2 separate regions of the Mus musculus genome follow, and region 2 is linked to region 1. Evidence: chromatin contacts called from public HiChIP or PLAC-seq data. All regions are on one chromosome and are shown on one strand. The core of a region is the stretch at or near the end of the contact, and the rest is flanking DNA. Distances in the headings are between cores, read along the strand shown. Region 1 has its middle 37 kb from the start of Pawr. Region 2 overlaps Gm36601 (a long non-coding RNA gene).

What was found. HiChIP or PLAC-seq counts read pairs in DNA pulled down with a chosen protein or histone mark.
Region 2: an H3K27ac HiChIP or PLAC-seq map of trophoblast stem cells shows a contact between it and region 1, with 9 read pairs. The contact joins two enhancer-like sites. A contact is called at or near these places in 5 of 115 datasets of contacts at active chromatin or transcription factors (embryonic stem cells, pancreatic cancer cells, stem cell-derived neural progenitor cells and 1 more) and 1 of 9 other capture datasets (embryonic stem cells).

Annotation. Positions count from the first base shown.
Region 1 is chr10:108,293,033-108,297,035 of GRCm38.p6, reverse strand. No RefSeq gene overlaps it. Among named protein-coding and RNA genes, the nearest start is that of Pawr, 37 kb to the left of the region's middle. Within about 2 kb of position 2,070, at least 23 of the 459 cell types and tissues checked have an H3K27ac peak or open chromatin away from gene starts, as enhancers often do. A contact at or near this core is called in trophoblast stem cells, where this site is marked.
Region 2 is chr10:108,488,089-108,492,531 of GRCm38.p6, reverse strand. All of the region lies in intron 1 of Gm36601 (a long non-coding RNA gene), which reads right to left. Among named protein-coding and RNA genes, the nearest start is that of Gm36601, 35 kb to the right of the region's middle. Within about 2 kb of position 2,036, at least 9 of the 459 cell types and tissues checked have an H3K27ac peak or open chromatin away from gene starts, as enhancers often do. A contact at or near this core is called in trophoblast stem cells, where this site is marked.

The DNA of each region.
Region 1 (4,003 bases), core at 821-3,320:
TCTTTAAAAAAACATTTAAAATGTGAAGTACTAGCTTTAGACACAACTAATACCTATGTATGCCTATTAAATGCATAGTGCTGCCATTTAAAATTTATTTCCCTCATTAAACTAAGTCATTAACAGATTTTTGTGGTTCCCCTCCCCACTCCCCACCCCGAAATTCTTTAAAAAAAAAAATTAAGCCCATCATTTTGGGCACTTTTTGTGTGCTTTCTGTGGGATTATATGACTGTTGATACATATCTAACATTTCTCTTACGTATTCAATCAGTAATGGGTGTTGTGGTGGTTGGAATAGGAATGCCCTGCTCCCCCAACCCCCAGAAGCTCATATATTCGAATGCTTAGGGCATGGCATTAGGAGGTGTGGTCTTGTTGGAGTGGACGTGGCCGTCTTGGAGGAAGTGCGTCACTAGGGGTGGGCTTAATGGTTTCAAAAGCTCAAGTTAGTTCCAGTGCTCTCTCTTCCTGCTGCCTGCCTATTCCGATGTAGAGATCTTGGCTACCTCTCCAGCACTTGGTCTGAGTGGTGTCACTTCACAACAACAGAACACCGACTAAGGAAATTTGGGGTTGCCTGTTTCTGATACGGTCACGGCAGTCGATGGATGAGTCAGGAGAAACACTCGGAAGGGTGCCGTGTTCCTCATGTGCAGCACGGTGACTGTGTTCTTACACCCCTCTCTGTCCCCGGCTCAGGGGACAAACAGTACGAGCCCAGAACTTCCAAAGGTTGCTGCAGTCCCCAGATCTGGATGTGCTGAGAGCTAAACCCCAGTTACAACCACTGGAGTGTGCAAGGGATTTCTGAGGCTGCAAAAATGTAGAGGGTTTTTTTGTTTTGTTTTGTTTTTTTAAATGTATTTTTATTTTTAACACCATGATACTTGCATACAACAGGCTGTGACCGCGTTCACCTCCCTCACGACTCATCTCTCTCATGCTCGCCCACCTATTCTGCCCTGTTAGCTCTCCACTTACAACAGTGTCCTTCCCTCAGGATCCCTTCCTCCCACCCCCTTCCCTCCAAGCCCCGTGCACGCTGTCATAGTTGTGTGTTCATGTTTGCTGTAACAAACTGTTACATTCAGAATGAAATACCCCAACATGCTCACTTCCATCATTTGGTTCCATAGTCTATTCTACCATGTTCTCCGGACCTCGGAAGGGGGGACACACAGATGTCTTGTTTGGGATGATGACTAATCTCAGCACTTGGCCCTCTTTAAGTTTTCCTCTTTGACCAATTTGCTCACTGCTCAAAAAAGCTTCTACTGCAAGACTTTGTTTCTTTCGCTGGGCGGTGGTGGCACACACCTTTAATCCCAGCACTTGGAAGGCAGAGGCAGGCAGATTTCTGAGTTCAAGGCCAGCCTGGTCTACAGAGTGAGTTCCAGGACAGCCAGGGCTACACAGAGAAACCCTGTCTTGTGTTTCTTTCACACTGTCTCATTAGCAGACAACCTCTCTGGTCTTAAAGGGGACCACCCACTAAAAGACTCTTGCCTCTGTCTCCCAAAAGCTAGGATTACAGGCTCTATCACCGCACCCAGTTTTACGAAGTGCTTGGGATGGATCCCAAGGTCTTGACTATGTTAGGCAAGCATGTCACGAAGTGAGCTACAGCTCTAGTCTCTTGATTTTCTTTTCATATCACCACGGCCAATATGGCATCCACATCTTTGTTAGCATTAGAACCCTTTGTCTAGCCTGTGAGTTTAGCTACCAAAAGTAGTGGCTTCCTCATGTCAGGAGTGGTGTCTACACATAGAAAGTTTGGGTTTCTATTGCTGTGAAGAGACACCATGGCCAAGGCACCTCTTATAAAGGAAAAAAATTGGGGCTGGCTTACAGTTAAGAGCTTTTATCTATTATCGTCATGGTGGGGAACACGGCAGCATGCAGGCAGACATGGTGCTCGAGAGGAGCTGAGCGGTCTCCACTTGGATTTGCAAGCAGCAGAAAGAGAAAGGGAGCCACTGAGCGTCTGAGACCTCAAACCCCATCCCCTGAGATGTACCCCTTCTCCAACAAAGCCACACCTACTCTGACCAGGCCACACCCATTCCGACCAGGCCACACCTCCTAATAGTGCCAATCCCTATGAACCTAGGGGGCCATTTGCATTCAAACCACCACAGAAGGTTTCAATTAAGTATGAGGAAAAGAAAGAAAGAGGCAAGGGGCCAGGGGAGGACTGTGAACACGGAGGCCAAGTCTGTGTAACCTGCCCTCATTGCTCAGTGTCTTTCCTTCACTAACAGGGATGTATTAAAACACTTAACCTGAGAGAAAAACCCAGGAAACCAAGAGATACTCATTAAATTAACAAATATCCAGCAACGACCTGTTTTGCCAGCTTCTGGAAAATGCACCCATGACCACCAGGACTGGTGTGTGCTCACAGAACTCAGAGTTGAGCAGGGAGAGAAGCACAGGTCAGTTAAGAGAGAAGAGATGGGCTTTATTAGAGGTTGGAATGCTCAGACAGATACCCGAGAGGTGAGTCAGGTATGTACAAAGGGAAAGGGAACAAGGAAACGAAGGGCGAAGGCAAGGAAAGAGAGCGAGGCAGCTTCCGGGGCTGGATCTCTAGATTCTGTCTTCTAGGTGCTTATAAATGAGGTGGCAAGACGCAATATGGGCATTTGAGGTCGTTTAAAAAAATTATGTAGGGGCTGGTGAGATGGCTCAGTGGGTAAGAGCACCCGACTGCTCTCCCAAAGGTCAGGAGTTCAAATCCCAGCAACCACATGGTGGCTCACAACCATCTGTAACAAGATCTGACGCCCTCTTCTGGTGTGTCTGAAGACAGCTACAGTGTACTTACATATAATAAATAAATAAATCTTTAAAAAAAAATTATGTAGCTCTGGGGAAAAGATCACCAGTTACACACGGAGACTGTCAATCTCATCTTAAAAAGGAGAGGAATGATCAGGAATGTGGCCTGACAGGGCCTGCGTGTCCTCAGGGAGCAGACAGGACGCAGTGAAGCACAAGGGAAAAGGCCGGTTGGGACTTGCAAACTGGTAGCTGCGGCCGTCTAATGAGGTAGACTCTTAAAACAAGGGGAGAGCGAGCGAGAAGGTTTGGTAACCAGTTTACAAAGAGGTCCTTGATAACAAACCTGAAGAATTCAGGCTTTATCTTGAAGATGATTTGGGGACAGTAAAAAATAGAAAGTGCCAGGAAAAGAACCTATTTCAAGAACGTGTACAAAGTACTGCACTCCCTCGTGATCATGAAGGCCGCGTAGGAAGGAAACATTTTGGGTGATAAAAAGAAAGCCTGGGGGCTGGTGAGATGGCTCAGTGGGTAAGAGCACCCGACTGCTCTTCCGAAGGTCCGGAGTTCAAATCCCAGCAACCACATGGTGGCTTAAAACCATCCGTAACAAGATCTGACTCCCTCTTCTGGTGTGTCTGAAGACAGCTACAGTGTACTTACATATAATAATAAATAAATCTTGAAAAAAAAAAAAAAAAAAAAAAAAGCCTGGACACACCTGGGCAGGGATGTTAGCGCTCACCAAGAAAGATGCCCAGCAAATGCGTTTGGAAGCAGCAGAGGCAGAATGTCTTGCATAGGAAGTGAAGACAGTAAACTGTGCAAGAGCAGAGCTTGGGATTTCTTTTTTCTTTTTTCTTTCTTTTGGTTTTTCAATACAGGATTTCTCTGTGTAGCCCTGGCTGTCCTGGAACTCACTCTGTAGACCAGGATGGCCTCGAACTCAGAAATCCGCCTGCTTCTGCCTCCCGAGTGCTGGGACTAAAGGTGCGCGCCACCACTTCCCCGGCGAGCTTGGGATTTCTTGTTTTACTTTACTTCTCTCCAGGCGACGCTCAAAAGATGCTCCAGAGACTTCAAGAGCTTCTGAGCTTCCTGCAGGCTGAGCTTTTCTAGGTCATTAGACGGAGGTATCTGGATGTGGTATATGTACGTGTGTGGAAGCGTTTCTGTGGGTGTCCGGGGAGACGAAAGGGGAACTCTGGGTACT
Region 2 (4,443 bases), core at 787-3,286, 200 kb before region 1:
CTCTCTCTCTCTCTCTCTCTCTCTCTCTCTTTCTTTCTATTTTTTATTTATTTATTTATTTATTTAGAGACAGGGTCTCATTCTGTAGCTCTGGCTGTCCTGAAAAAAGTCACTATGTAGACCAGACTGGTCTTGAACTCATGGAAATCTGCCTGCCTCTGATAGGTATGGTGGTACACACCTGTAATCTAGATTCTAGGGAGACAAAGAGAATTGACATAGATTTGCAGCAAGCCTTGCCTACATAGCACATTCTTAGAGCCAACACCAAAATAGTAAGGCTGTCTCCAAAAAGCAAATGTAAAGAACTATAAAAGTCATTGGAATACTTGTTTTTAAAACAAAATCCCAAACGTTCAATTTACCAAATGAAGATTCAGGAGCCAGATGCTGTGGTAAAAGTCTGCTAGCTCAAAGAGGCAGAGAAAGCACCCATCTGACCTTCCTTCTCCACTAATATCCCAGAAGGAAAAGGTCCCTTCTACTTCTCCACCTGTTTTAAATATCCTTCAACTAAGACCAACCTTTCTCTTTCCTTGGCTTTCTTGTGTTCGTTTCCTGTCAACTGGTTGCTTGTTCTGCCTCTTGACTTATGGGAGACTTTATTTAATCCTATTTACAGAAAGTTCTTGGGTTAAAGGTGTGTGCTAGGGTTGAGCCGCACCACAACAAGAAAAGGGTTTTCCACTTTATCACCCTGGGGTTCACAATGTAATCAAACATCCTGCAACTTATGTCTGATTCTTATTCATTACAGATCAATATTTGAATTCCCCCTGATTTGTTTTTAATCATGTGCTTGAGACAAGGAACTGGCTATGTAGCTAATGATGACCATGCCTCCAAAGCCAAAGTGCTGGCCTTACAGGCATGAGCCACAAGGCCATTTCATATTCAAGTCCTTTAACAAGACTGAAGGCTGTTCCTAGTGTGTACAGTGAGAACAAGACCACCTCAACGTGTGGTTCACAGGAAGATTTTTATTGCAGATATGAGAGGAATACAACCAGAGGCATCTGGAAGAGTCCAGAGCAGAGAGTGGTAATAGTGGAAATGTTGGGGTTATATAGGAATGAGAAGCTGAGGGGCATTCGGGAAGCCCATAATCTAGAGAAGTTTAGGGTAGAGAGTACAGGAAGAAAGAAGAGCTGAGGCTAAGTCATTTGTGTGCTATAAGAGTCTGGAGGCCAGCACACACTTTAGCATGCTAATAGTCACCACATGATATTTCTTTTGGACCTGACCCCTATCAAGCCCCTCTCTCCCTTTCTCATCTCTTTCCTCCTTCCCCTGCTCTCTCCCCTTCTCTCTTCCTCTCTCTCTCTCTCTCTCTCTCTCTCTCTCCCACTATGCTCTTTCCCTTTCCCTCTCTCTCCCTCACTTTTTCCTCCCCTTCCTCTTTCTCCCTCCCTCCCTCCTCCCTCCCCCTCTCCCCACCTCTCCCCCTACCCCACCCACTTCTTTCCTACCTCACAGCTCTCTGAGTCAGCCATGTGCTGCCTCCTGTCCACCCTTTCTTTACCACCTTCTCACCACCTGAGGTTTCCTGACAAAAGTCCTACAGGTCCGTAAGGAAGATAGGAAGGGATCAATACAACAATTGATGGCACTCAGGCAATCTGAGGGATGATAGAGATAGTTATTTACAAACGTGTTGTATTGTCACTCCGTAAGACGTCAACCTCCAGCCTCCAGATCAATTCAATAATGCCCTGCTCTACCCATGAAGGTCCCTGGCCCTCTTAGGCAGACAGTCATATTCTTCAGAGTGACAGTATCTGGAAAATGGCCGCCCCATTGTCCTTGACCAAGATACAGATCAGTTTACTTTGGAGAGAAGGACCAGCAAGTATGCAGCAAATGTATGTGTGTGTGTGTGTGTGTGTGTGTGTGTGTGTGTGTGTGTGTGTGTGTGTGTGTTTCATAAAACAAACTGGAAGACAGTCCCCGTTTCCTGTCTCTCTCAGACACAGTTGCTTCCTTCTCTTTCATCTCCTGAAAAATATTTGCTCCTGGGCTTTTCCCAGACAGAAATGGAGCCTGGGCTCTTGACGTTAGGCAGAGATCTATGGCTGGAGTGACTCATTAACCTTTGTTCTGCCTCCACTTCCAGAGATCACCGACGATAAACAGTGGCCAGGCAGGGAATTAGGGCAAGGAGGAGGCCATTTGGGCCTCCCTTCCCTTCCGTCTGCATTAACACTTGGACTGTGGCCTCAACTAGACCTGCATTCGTGCCCTGAAAAGACTCGTATTTGTCAGGTTCTCTTTGGGTAGCAGTCTGCCATCTCTATTCATTTACTCTCTGCTGGCGAGTCTTGAAAATACTTGTATCAGCCTTTGGAGCTGGTTACACATTGAATTGCATAACACACACACACACACACACACACATACACCATCCATATACTGAAGTCTCGGTGCCTTAGAGAGTGACTATATTTGGAGCCTTCGCAGAGGTGAGTGAGTTCAGGTGAGGCCCTGAGGGTGGGCCCTGATCCCTCTGCCTGGCATCTTTTTAAGAAGGGATAATCCTGAACATGCAAAACCACACCAAAGATACACACGCACAGAGGATGACCCTGAGACCAGGCAGCCAAAGAAACCAGATGCGGGAGCAGAGGCTACAGGGGAAAGCATTGATCCTGGGCTTCGGGCCTCCAGAACTATCAGCAGCACACATTTCTGTTGTTCAGGCCCCTTGTGTTGTGGTATCTGTTCTGGCAAACTAAAACAGAGCCTGGGACAGAATTCAAAACTCTTTATCCTCTGTTGAAACAGCCTCCTAAGACTGGCACTGGAACACAAGAGACTCCCTTTCCAAGTCGTCAGAGTCAGATTTGTGTTCCTTTCTTCTCACTCTGGATAGACGGCACCTTCCTGCAGCCATGTTTACCCTTCCCAGTCTGGATCTGTCCTATCCAGATTATGCCCGCTCCACGAGACTCCAGACTCAGGGAATGGGGGTGGGATATTTTTCAGACATACCTTGCACTAAGCAGGGTTCTTCACAGGAACAGAACCAGCAGGTATGGTGTGGTGAGGTGAGGTGAGGTGAGGTGAGGTGAGGTGAGGTGAGGTGAGGTGAGGTGAGATGTGTGTGTGTGTGTGTGTGTCCCCACATATACACTACCTGTAGGTCAGTGGTTCTCAACCTTCCTAATGCTGTGACCCTTTAATACAGTTCCTCATGATGTGATGACCGCCAACCATAACAATATTTTCATTGCCACTTCTTAACTGTAATTTTGCAACAGAGTGGTGTCTCAGTTCCTGAGAGCACTGGAAATATGGTCGAGAACAGATGCTCAAGTATAATAGTAAATAAAAACTCGAAGTGCTCAGGATATGAAGAGGCCAGTAGGTAGGCTAGAGACTTTAAAAAGACCTGCAAGTTATGTCCAAGGCCATCTGCTAGCCGAATTCTTTCTTGCTCTGGGGAGGTCAGACTTCTGGTTAGTACATTCACTGCATGTTGAGACCTACCCAGGTCATGGAAGGTGACATACCCAGGTCATGGAAGGTGACCTACCCAGGTCATGGAAGGTGACCTACCCAAGTCATGGAAGGTGACCTACCCAAGTCTTGGAAGGTGACCTACCCAGGTCATGGAAGGTGACCTACCCAGGTCATGGAAGGTGACCTACCCAAGTCATGGAAGGTGACCTACCCAAGTCTTGGAAGGTGACCTACCCAGGTCATGGAAGGTGACCTACCCAGGTCATGGAAGGTGACCTGCTTTCCTTGGAATGCCCTGATCTAAGTGTTAATCACACCCTGAAATGCCTTCATACATAAAGCTTTAGGTACATATGAGGTAATATGAGGTCTATTTGCTGTAATAGTTAGCTTCAGGTGTCAACTTTCTACACCTGGGAAGACTGAACCTCAACTGAGAAAGTGCTTCCTACAGATGACCTGTGGCCATGTCCCTAGGGCATTTAATTAATTTATAATTGATTTTGGAGGGCCCATCCCCTTATGGGCAGTGCCATCCTTGTCAGGTGACCCTGGGCTTTATAAGAAAATTCACTGACAAGCCAGGGGAGCATGCCAGTAAGTAGTGGTCCTCCCTGGTTTGGGCCTCTGTTCCTCCTTGAGCTCCTACCTGATGTCCCTTGGTGATGGATTGGGACCTGGGGTTGGTGGTGTGGAGTACACCCTTTCCTCACCAAGTTCCTTTTCATCTTCATCATAGCGAAAGAAACCCAACTAGAACAATTGCACACGGGGTGGGGGCTATAGTCAACAGTATTGTTTACTCTTTCTCAAAATAACTAAGAGAAAATCTGTACTCCTTATTGGAGGATGGAGTCTGCACATAGGTGTTAGTCAATAGCCTAGCACCTATACACTGTTAATATTTGTTCTGAGTTAAGCCCTCGCCAGACCAGAAGCCCTAGAGGAGTATTAGGTGATATGGGCAGACAATAACTTAACTTA